2 separate regions of the Zea mays genome follow, and region 2 is linked to region 1. The links are chromatin contacts, called in public Hi-C maps. All regions are on one chromosome and are shown on one strand. Each heading gives the region's core, a stretch centred on a gene start, on an enhancer-like site or on the middle of the called end of the contact. The rest is flanking DNA. Distances are from core to core; before and after follow the strand shown.

Region 1 (4,848 bases), core at 250-2,749:
TCAGATTACGCCTATTCACCCCCCTCTGGCGACTTTCACTCACCAAACCAAATCACCCTCATATCCATAATCTCCACTAAATCTACCAAACAAATTACGCCTAGATTTAACACACTATTAAAACCAACGGTTCGTATCGCTGGATAACCTCCTCTCCCTTACTCAAATCCAATATACAATATTATTTGGATGACCCCTCATCCCTCCCTCTTGATCCTGCCACCCCTAGACTCCCCTCTCCCTTCTCCCGATCCTACCGCCTCTAGCCTCATCCCCCTCCCCCGTGTCCTCGCCGCCCCTCCCTCCTCATTCGCGTCGCTACCGCCATCAACCCCTCCCTTCAAGCGCTTGTCTCAGTAGTAAGTTTATTGACGTTGTTTACAATTATGTTATATCTATACCACTATATAATCCACCAGTTTAAACTTAGCAAAACTCACCAAACCAAATCACCCTCATATCCATAATCTCCACTAAATCCACCAAACAAATTACACCTAGACTTAACACACCATTAAAACCATCTTGTTAAGAAAATGACCTCAAAGAAGAAGAAACTAGATGTTGCAGTGTAGTCTACACAGTTAGATGATGTTAGTTTCTGGGAAAACTAGATGGTTCATTGCAGTATGTGTATGACAGAAGTTTGTATGTGTTTCTTTCCATTTGTTAAGTGATCTCGTCAAGGACTAGGTACATGTGTGTTTGTCTTAGTTGTAGTGAACTTTCTGTGTTCTTGTTAAGTGAACTCGACAAATGAAGTATGTGTTTGTCTTCGTTGCAATTAATTTTCTATGTTCTTATTAAGTGAACTCGACAAATAATGTATGTGCTTGTCTTCTTAGTTTTAGTGAACTCGGTATGTGTTTATGTCTACATTCTTGTGAAACTATTGGTGCCAATTTTATTCAAGTGAAACACTGGTGCTACAAACTAAAAAATTTGGTTTCAGGTTGTACACAATTTCATGTTCAAACATACATTCCAGTTACATAATAAAATATTGACAATTTCTTCTCTTATGTCCTGTTCATAGGATGCAAAAATTCTTCAGATAAACTTTGTGATCGATCCGTTAAGTTATGCGGACAATTCGTGCTGATATGACATACCTGCAAACATACAACAGAAATTGATAATATCGCTACATCAATGTACGATTGTCGATATATTTTTCTATCATTCTAAATTCTATATTAATTTTTTAGAAATAATTTTTGCGATATTATAATATTTGTTCGATATCAGTTAATTCTTTTTGACTTGATATATTTTAAATAATATTACATATTTATATCGTCAATATAATATTAATATTATAATAATAATTTACCATAGATTTTATATATCTTTCCGTATATATTTTATACTAATTTTTAATCTCAGTAACAATACTCTCATAAAAGCTTTCAACTTTGCCGTGACCGATAGAGCCCAACCTCACCCGAAAAGCCAGAAACGAGCGGGGAGAAACGAGGGAACGACCCACCGTCAGATCACACGCACTGCTCACGCTCGCACATCGCACGTTCATGGCACGGGGAGTAACTGGCGACGCCGCGGGAAGTAGCGCCGCCGACGAGCGGGGGAGGGGGGAGGCCGCGCCGCCGCAGTCTGCAACGTGGCAGCGGGTGCGGAGGGCCGGGCAGGGGGTGGCGGCGCACGCGCTGTTGCTCTGCTTCACCGCGCTCCTCGCGCTCAAGCTCGACGGCGTCCTCTCACTCTCCTGGTGGTAAGCTGTAATCATGTACGCCCAGCAATCCATATCTGGGACTTCGCTAGCGCAAATGTTAGCGGCTACCCGCGTTTCGCTGGGCCGAGGTCCGTATCGGTTTGCTCGGAGAAACTGAGTATCCTTTGGGGGTATCTCATGTAGCCATGGACGTTGTGAATTCTAATTTTTCAATTGCGACATAGGAAATGATGCGTTGGTGATTTGACAAATTGCACGTGCAACTGAGTCACTCAATGAGGGGATTCTGAAATTCCTTCTGGTAAATGAATTGGAAGTTAGCTCTTGCATGCTGCCCTGAGTCAGGTTATGAAGTGATCTTCGATATTTGGAAATTTATAGACTGATTGGTTTGAGGAATGGGTTACTCATTTCTCACTTTTTGATGCATCACCGCCTTATTTTTCATAAGCTAATAATTAGTACTTGTACTAGGAATAGAGTCAGGGACGGACCCAAGACAAAATGAGAGTGAAAGCATAATTGTAATGTTGGGTACCAAAATAACAGAGCAGACATCTAAGTGCTGCTGAGCAGGGGAATTCATGGTGAAAATTTAGACTTTACTACTTGCAAAAGAGAATTGAGCGAGGGCCTAAGCCCTCACTGGGACTAACATAGGTCCGCCCCTGAATGGAGTTATTCCAAGAAATTTGATGAATATACTTATGAGGCGCACCTCACCTAGGATGGAGTGGTTCCTCAAACCAAACACTCTATTAGTTCTTTACCAGCTAAGAGCTGCTTTGACATTTGGTGTAACGAAGGTGCTGAGATTTTGGGTGACTAACTTTGACAGACACACTTTCATTACTTTCCTCAATCCAAAGAAAAAACTGAGTGATGGGATGGTTATAGATCACCCCGTCCCTCAAACCAAACACCCCATTAGTCTGGTGGGTGCAACTTGATGAAGAATCTGCAGACATGAATATTGCAGGGTTTGTCATAAGATTGCTAGAAACACTGAAACAGGTACAAGACACATTTGATGTCAGCCTTTCATATCTCAATATTGGAATTCTCAACGCTGCAGGGCGCTTTTCATCCCTGTATGGTTGTTCCATGCTGTTGCGGCTCGATGTCTATTCTCATTACCGGCTCCATCACCTGAAAGTTGTCAAGTATGTTTTCTACTTTTGCTTTCAACGTCTACTTTCTTTCTGAAGTTGGCTAGAAGCAGGTTAATTAGATCATTCAACTGTGCAGCGGGTTCCATTCCATTCCATTGTCGCAACACCGTTACTAGTTGCCTTTGAGCTGCTTCTCTGTGTTTATCTAGAAGGCCTCAACCACAATGGTGAATCCATTATGCACTGTGATTTATCATTTGTTTGTTTGTTTGTTTGCATTCTGAGTTGATCGTTTTTCACTTGCTGGCTCAATTGTTCGTCTTTAGGTCATGTGGAGCCTTTCATCATAGATTTAAAGCTTGTGTTCCTTCCACTCTTGGCTTTGGAAATCATTACACTGGTTGACAACTTCAGGTAATCACATAAAACCAGTAGAAAAATGGAAATTACTTATATCAATAATAAGCAGTGCAGTACAACTTTTTGTCATATACTCATTTTATAGTTCCCCTTTTACTTTTTCTACATCAATAATCTAACCTATACAATGTCATCCCAATCTGTAAGAAATTCTCCATACACTGGAAATATAGTCTTTTCGTAATATATAAGGATGATGGTAATAGTCAGCAATCATTTTTCACTAGTAAGTTCAAAGTTGTTGCCAGGATTTTTGTATGCAAGAGTAATTACAAGAAAAATTTGCTATGGTGTGAACAATGAACCAGGCATTTGAGGTGAACATTTATTGTTTGCATTTGACAGGTCCCGCAAAGAATAATGTATAAGACATACCTATTAGTTCATGCTTATTTGCACAATTTGTTTACTATTTCTTCCTCTTGTTTGTTCTCATTAGGATGTGTGGTGCTTTAATGCCTGGACATGGAGAAACTATAACCGAAGAAGCAATTTGGGAGAGGCTTCCTGTAAGACTTTTAAGACCTGCGCCTGTAGCCCTTGAACTTTCATTTTGTGGTAATCTATTCTCCCAACTAGTACAAGAACAAATACGTTTAGTCCCAAGCAAATTGAGGTAGGCTAGACTTGGAACCAAACACGAGCCACCAACAAAAAGAGAAAAGAAAGATAAAAAATCATATAAGAGTAACCATTAACAGTAATTATTATTATAGGGGATCTAAATGCTATTCATGAGTAGTAATGTGAATAACTGCTTTACCTCTCCTTACATTATTGCCACACTTTAGGATTCCACTAAGAATCAATGCCTTTGGAGGTCTTTATTGGACATGTTCAAACAATTTGACTAGTTTTGGACAAACTTTTCTTCAGTTGATGCTAGAATCATTTAGTTCTAAGTCTTATTTGGGAGTCTTCATGACAGAAGATGGTATCTCCAGTTTTTTCCTGTTTTAGTTCCAGCAAACAAATATATAAAAAAAACTTGTCCTGCGGGGGTAAGATAGCCCTCAGACATTATATTAAGAGAAGACCTTCCCACGTAGGTCGAGAAAATCCTCGAACCCCTGCCCCACCCATACACAACGGACATAGTCTATGTGAGAACGATCGCGCCCGAGGCCAGACCTTAGATCTAGACCTGTGCTTTGGCGTGGGTTAAATGTGGGGGTGTTTTTAACCCTATCCTGGAATTTGCTTTCACAGAGAGTCAAACTTAGGGGCTGAGGAGTGCTACTCAGTCCAGCTAACCAACTCAGCTAGAGTCCCTTTCACAACAAACAAATTATGATATACTAATATCTAATGATTGAGTTTGTTTCTCTTACGAGCCGTTTGGATCTATTCATTTTGGAGGAATTTGAATTTACTTAATAAGGTAGTATATTTAGCTTGGAATTTGACATTCCACCACTTTCCAAAGCTTAGATATAAGCCTATCTCAAATTCTGGGGTGAAATATGTGAAATGATTTTATGTATCAACGGAATATGTTTCTACTTTGCAACTTATAAGACGCTGTTTGGCTCACTCCTCTATAATAAAATATAGCACATAAATATCTCCCACATATTGCTAATAATAGTATACAAATATATTTCGCATAAAACCATATTAGCT
Region 2 (4,782 bases), core at 1,194-3,693, 84 kb before region 1:
TTGTGGCGGGGGTGACCGTCGATTTCTCGCCGTTGGTGCACCGTCGCCGCGGATCCTCGGGCTATCGAGGCATTGCTACTTACACCACCAGAGACGGTAAGGGCCTCTCCATGTAATTCACATTGGTGTGCACATAGTGTAATTGCATCCGATTGGGTGGTTGGGGCATCTCACCGGCAGTGCTCCGTCGCGGGATTCAAAGCACCGATGTGGAGCTCGGGTGCTGGCGAGAGGGGGAAGATGGTGCGACTGCCGTCCATCTGGGGATGGACGTCTAGGATTAAAAGCGGACTTCCCCCTTCGTCTCGGTGTCGTGCACTGTCTGATCTATCATCAACGCACAAAATTGAAGTGTGTACCCGTTCACTTGGGTGGGACTCGGGTCGTTGAGATCTAATCGGAGGGGCAAAATTAGATCAGGCTTCATAAAACGTGAACCATCCAATATAGACCCCATGGTGAGCTTATCGTATCCATCTATGAGAACTGCGATCTAATCCTGGCCGTCGGTTTCTGATCGAATAGCCAGAACTTAGTCATACCCCTTCGTGGCTGCATTTTTGCATATGAGTCCTTGGGGTTCGGTGTTATGAACCCGCCATCCTCGGCTTGTGCAAAGTAATTGCAATAGAACCCAGATTTTTACGTAGTGAACCCTGAGCTTATGAGAATTTGTGGCCGCCATCCACGGGTTGAGAAATCTCATAAATTAAAATCTACAATGATTTTTAGGATAAAAATAAATATGATAAACTTAGAAAATTCATAACTTTCCCATTTTAACTCCGTTTTTGTCCGTTCAAGTTGTGTTAACTTCGTAATAAAATTGTCTACGCAGTGGCAACATTATTTGTACCATAAAATATATTTTTTATAAATAGATATTTGTTTAGCCTATGATTAGTAGATTAGACCTTCTAACCAAAGTCAAACTGGTCCATGATGGGAATTTGACTAAAATATGATTTCTAATCAGGTTATAATCTAGATTAAAGTCGAGTTAATTATTTATAGAATATGCTCTCATATGATGTATACTAATCAATTTATAATATAATTTAATATTTGAATCACATAGATCTTCCATAAATCATAACTCCTTAACCGTAACTCCGATTTTAGTAGTTCTCGAACTCACGATCTCGTAGCATCGCGTAGAATATTATTATGCAGTTTGTGCTTATGGTTGGTGTGATGTTAATTTTGCATATACCATGTTTGTTTGTATTGCTACGAATAGCAGTGAGGTCACGAGAATCTGAAGATCATCCTGGTACCTGGAATCTCGAGTCTCAGGCAAGTTGTGCCCTTGATCACTCTTTTTTACCTAATAATTTTCTTGTTAATCACTGTGACATGCTTAGGTTAATTTGATAGGACCTAATAGTTTTCCCTAGCATTGTTTATCCCCCACCTTGCAAACAGATGAATTATTGGGTAGGTTTGCTATTGCTCTACCTGGTTTTGGGAAACTAATGTTTCATTATGATCATGTTACAATTATATTGTTGTTTAGTTATTGTTCATGATAAGATCATATTGTTAATTGGAACATGGAGAGCCGGTATATCAGCCGTGCTCACGGTCATGAGTGGCTCAGACACTCACATGATTAACTTATGGAATTAAACTGAAATTCTCATTTTGCATTGCATTGTGAGTGTTGTTATTAATCTTGATCTCTTATTGAATTGGGATGGTATCTACTTATACTTAGTAACTGCTAATAAAATTTTGACCAACTTTAAAAGCAATGCTCAGCTTTAACCATCCTCTTTGGTAAGCCTTACACTTCACATGAGCTCCCACATTTGGTGAGTTCATGCACATTATTCCCCACAACTTGTTGAGTGATGAACGTATGTGAGCTCATGTAACATCCTAATTTTCGAACCAACAAAAATTCATCAAAACCTAGTTTAATTAGGTAAGAATTGAGTAGTTTAGAATCACAAGTTATAGTTTTAAGTATTTTCCTTTATAAATCAATTAAAATGAATTGTAAATTTAAATGAAAAGGGTTCTTATGCGAGTGAAACCATTCATTTGTTGAATAATATATTTAGAACAGTCTCTAAAAAAGGAAAACTAGAATTTGATTTCGAAATAACATAGGATGATTATCCGTTCTTTAAATTATGTAAAAGTTCATGTATCCATTATATGTTTAGAAGCCTTCATCTAAATGAATAGATTGATAATGAAATTAACCTTTTGTCTCATGCTGAAGTTTTATTTGCTTGAGCGTTTCAAATTGTGTGTGCAAATTTCAAAGCAAATTCGAAATATGAGTTTGGAAGATAAAAAAAGAAGAAAGAAGATAGAAAGCTGAAAAAAAGAAGACCAACTGTTACCTGGGCCGACTTCCCCAGATCCAGCCCAATCGATCACACCCGCGCCAGCCCAAGTACTCCATACCGACCCATTCGTTTTTCTAGCACCAGGCTCGCCCTGCCCCTTTTTACACTCACGCACTGGGTTGAATAGTTGTGCACCGACCCATTCACTCCTCTCTCTCTTTTCCTTTTTCCCGGTGTGGCTGTCGTGCAGGCCAGTTCTTCAGGGGTCTCTGCTAGCTCAAGTCCGATGGAATAGCTGGGTCCGCGACCGTGCAACAACCTCAACCGCGTTTCAGGGACAAGATCTTCATCCCAAATCCTCGCGGTTGAGCCCCGAGCTCCTCCTGGACCAAATTGTGCACCTGACCCCCCATCGACGCTAGAAGGAAGGGAGATCAGAGCACCTCGTTGAGCGAACAGAAAAGTTGGAGCGCAGCCATCGTCGATCTGGGGCTAGGTCCATGCTACCTTCAGGCGGCTCATGAGGGACTGTCTAGGAGGCTCTACGTGTGCTCAAGGTTTCACCAGGTGAGTGCGGTAGCCAGAATCCCTCGACGACGTTGGGTTGCGGGTTTACAGGGGGCACATGCTGCGGGGCCGGGTCAACACACTGCACGATCCATGGTAATAAGCTTACCCTCGTATTCCTCGTCTCCTCCGCTCTGTGTGGCTATGTCGAATTGGGGAATGATCACCAGAGCATGCAGATTGGGATCGTCGGGGAGGGCGCCACGGTAGAATTGGGCGCCACCACTAGTCACTAGCGGGAGGGAGGAGATGAGGTGGTGGTCGTTGATTCCGGAACAAATGATCCAGATTAGATAGCGTGCATACCCTTTGGTGATCAAATCTGTGCCGTTGGATTAACTACGGATGGACCTGATGGGATGATCGAGTATTTTAATGGGAGCCATGGATCTCCAATCCGACGGCCATAACTTCGTACCGATTCGCATAAGGCTAGATCTAATCTAGGTCATAGAATCCTCATCGTGCGGTCGAAATTGTCCGATACCCCTTCGACTCAGCCAAATTATAAAAGAGACCCTCGAGTTTCTTCAAACCAACCCGCCATCCCTCCGCTAGGGGATTCTTACATCTAGGTCCTTGAAATTTGTAAAACAACCCCTAGGTTTATAAAGAAATTCAAGAAACCAATTTATAATATAAAAATAATTGTAGAAGGTTCGAAAAAACATATCTACCGCGTTTTATCTCCATTTTAACCCGTTCGAGTTGCGTTAACTTTATAATAACATTTTCTACGCTGTAACAACATCAATTGTACCATAATTGGATATTTATTTAACCTATGTTTAGTAGATTAATCTTGGTGATCAAAGTTAATCTATCTCTAATTATAATCTGGCTAAAATATAATCGGTGATTAAGTTATAATTTTGATTAAAGATGAATTAATTATTCCTTTAGATTATCTTTGTCACATGATTTATAAAATCAACATAGAAAGCCAGTTTTATTTGTTTAATCACGTAGATCTCCGGAAAATCATATCTTATGCTATTTGTTCTCATGTTTGGTGTACTGTTATTTTTTTGTACTTCTTGTCTATTTGTATGTATTGGTGTATTGCTACGAGCAGTAGTGAGGTCACGAGAATCCAAAGACCAATTTGGTGAAGTACCTGAGAATCTCAAGTCTAAGGCAAGTTGTGCCCTTGGTCACTCCTTTTTACCTAATAATGTCCCTATTAATCACTGTGACATGCTCAGGTTAATTTTGATGGGACCCAATAGGTCTCCCTAGCATTGTTTATCCCTTACCTTGCAAACAGAAGCACTATTGGGTAGTTTTGCTATTGCTCTACTTAGTTTTGGAAAACTAATGTTGTATTACGATCATGTTCCAATTATGTTGTTGTTTAATTATTGTTCATGATAAGATCATATTGTTAATTGGAACATGGAGCGACCACCCGAGAAAACAGTGCTACCACATGGGTGGCATGGGACGCCCTTGGCTGCTAATTAGGAAAGCTAGTGGAGGACTACCTTACCCGAAAGAGGCAAGGGCAGTAGGGGAGTGGTCGGTGTAGGGAGGTTCTCGGGCTAATTTTGCTGCGATGGCGGTCAGACGGTGGATTCCTGCATTGCGCTCCCTAGAAACCGTAGCGGGTTTTCTGAAGCTAGTGGAACTTTGTAAAGGCCTCGTAGCGTTACCCTACTTCGCTTCCTTGGTAGAGGTGTATGGGATTCATGACCCCTTGGCAGATGGGTAACACGACTTGTGGGTAAAGATGCACACCCTTTGCAAAGTGTAAAACTGGTATATCAGTCGTGCTCACGGTCATGAGCGGCTCGGACCCTCACATGGTTAACTTATGAAATTAAACTTAATTTGCCATATGCATTGCATTGTTGGTGTTGTTATTGAGAGCACCTAGAGGGGGGGTGAATAGGTGATCCTGTAAAAATCAAACACT

Evidence for each region. Hi-C and Micro-C count contacts between places; a contact is called where the count stands out from the background.
Region 2: a Hi-C map of tassel shows a contact between it and region 1, with 3 times the contacts expected there. The contact joins the enhancer-like site here to the promoter of LOC100279431 in region 1. A contact is called at or near these places in 4 of 25 Hi-C or Micro-C datasets (ear, leaf and tassel).

Annotation. Positions count from the first base shown.
Region 1 is chr7:115,152,159-115,157,006 of Zm-B73-REFERENCE-NAM-5.0, reverse strand. LOC100279431 (putative RING zinc finger domain superfamily protein) reads left to right here and starts at 1,499. Exons shown (of 15, transcript NM_001152440.1): 1 at 1,499-1,732; 2 at 2,769-2,856; 3 at 2,942-3,032; 4 at 3,132-3,219; 5 at 3,665-3,734. The coding sequence starts at 1,533.
Region 2 is chr7:115,237,367-115,242,148 of Zm-B73-REFERENCE-NAM-5.0, reverse strand. No RefSeq gene overlaps it. Among protein-coding and RNA genes, the nearest start is that of LOC103634102, 56 kb to the left of the region's middle. Within about 2 kb of position 2,443, at least 17 of the 20 cell types and tissues checked have an H3K27ac peak or open chromatin away from gene starts, as enhancers often do. A contact at or near this core is called in ear, leaf and tassel, where this site is marked.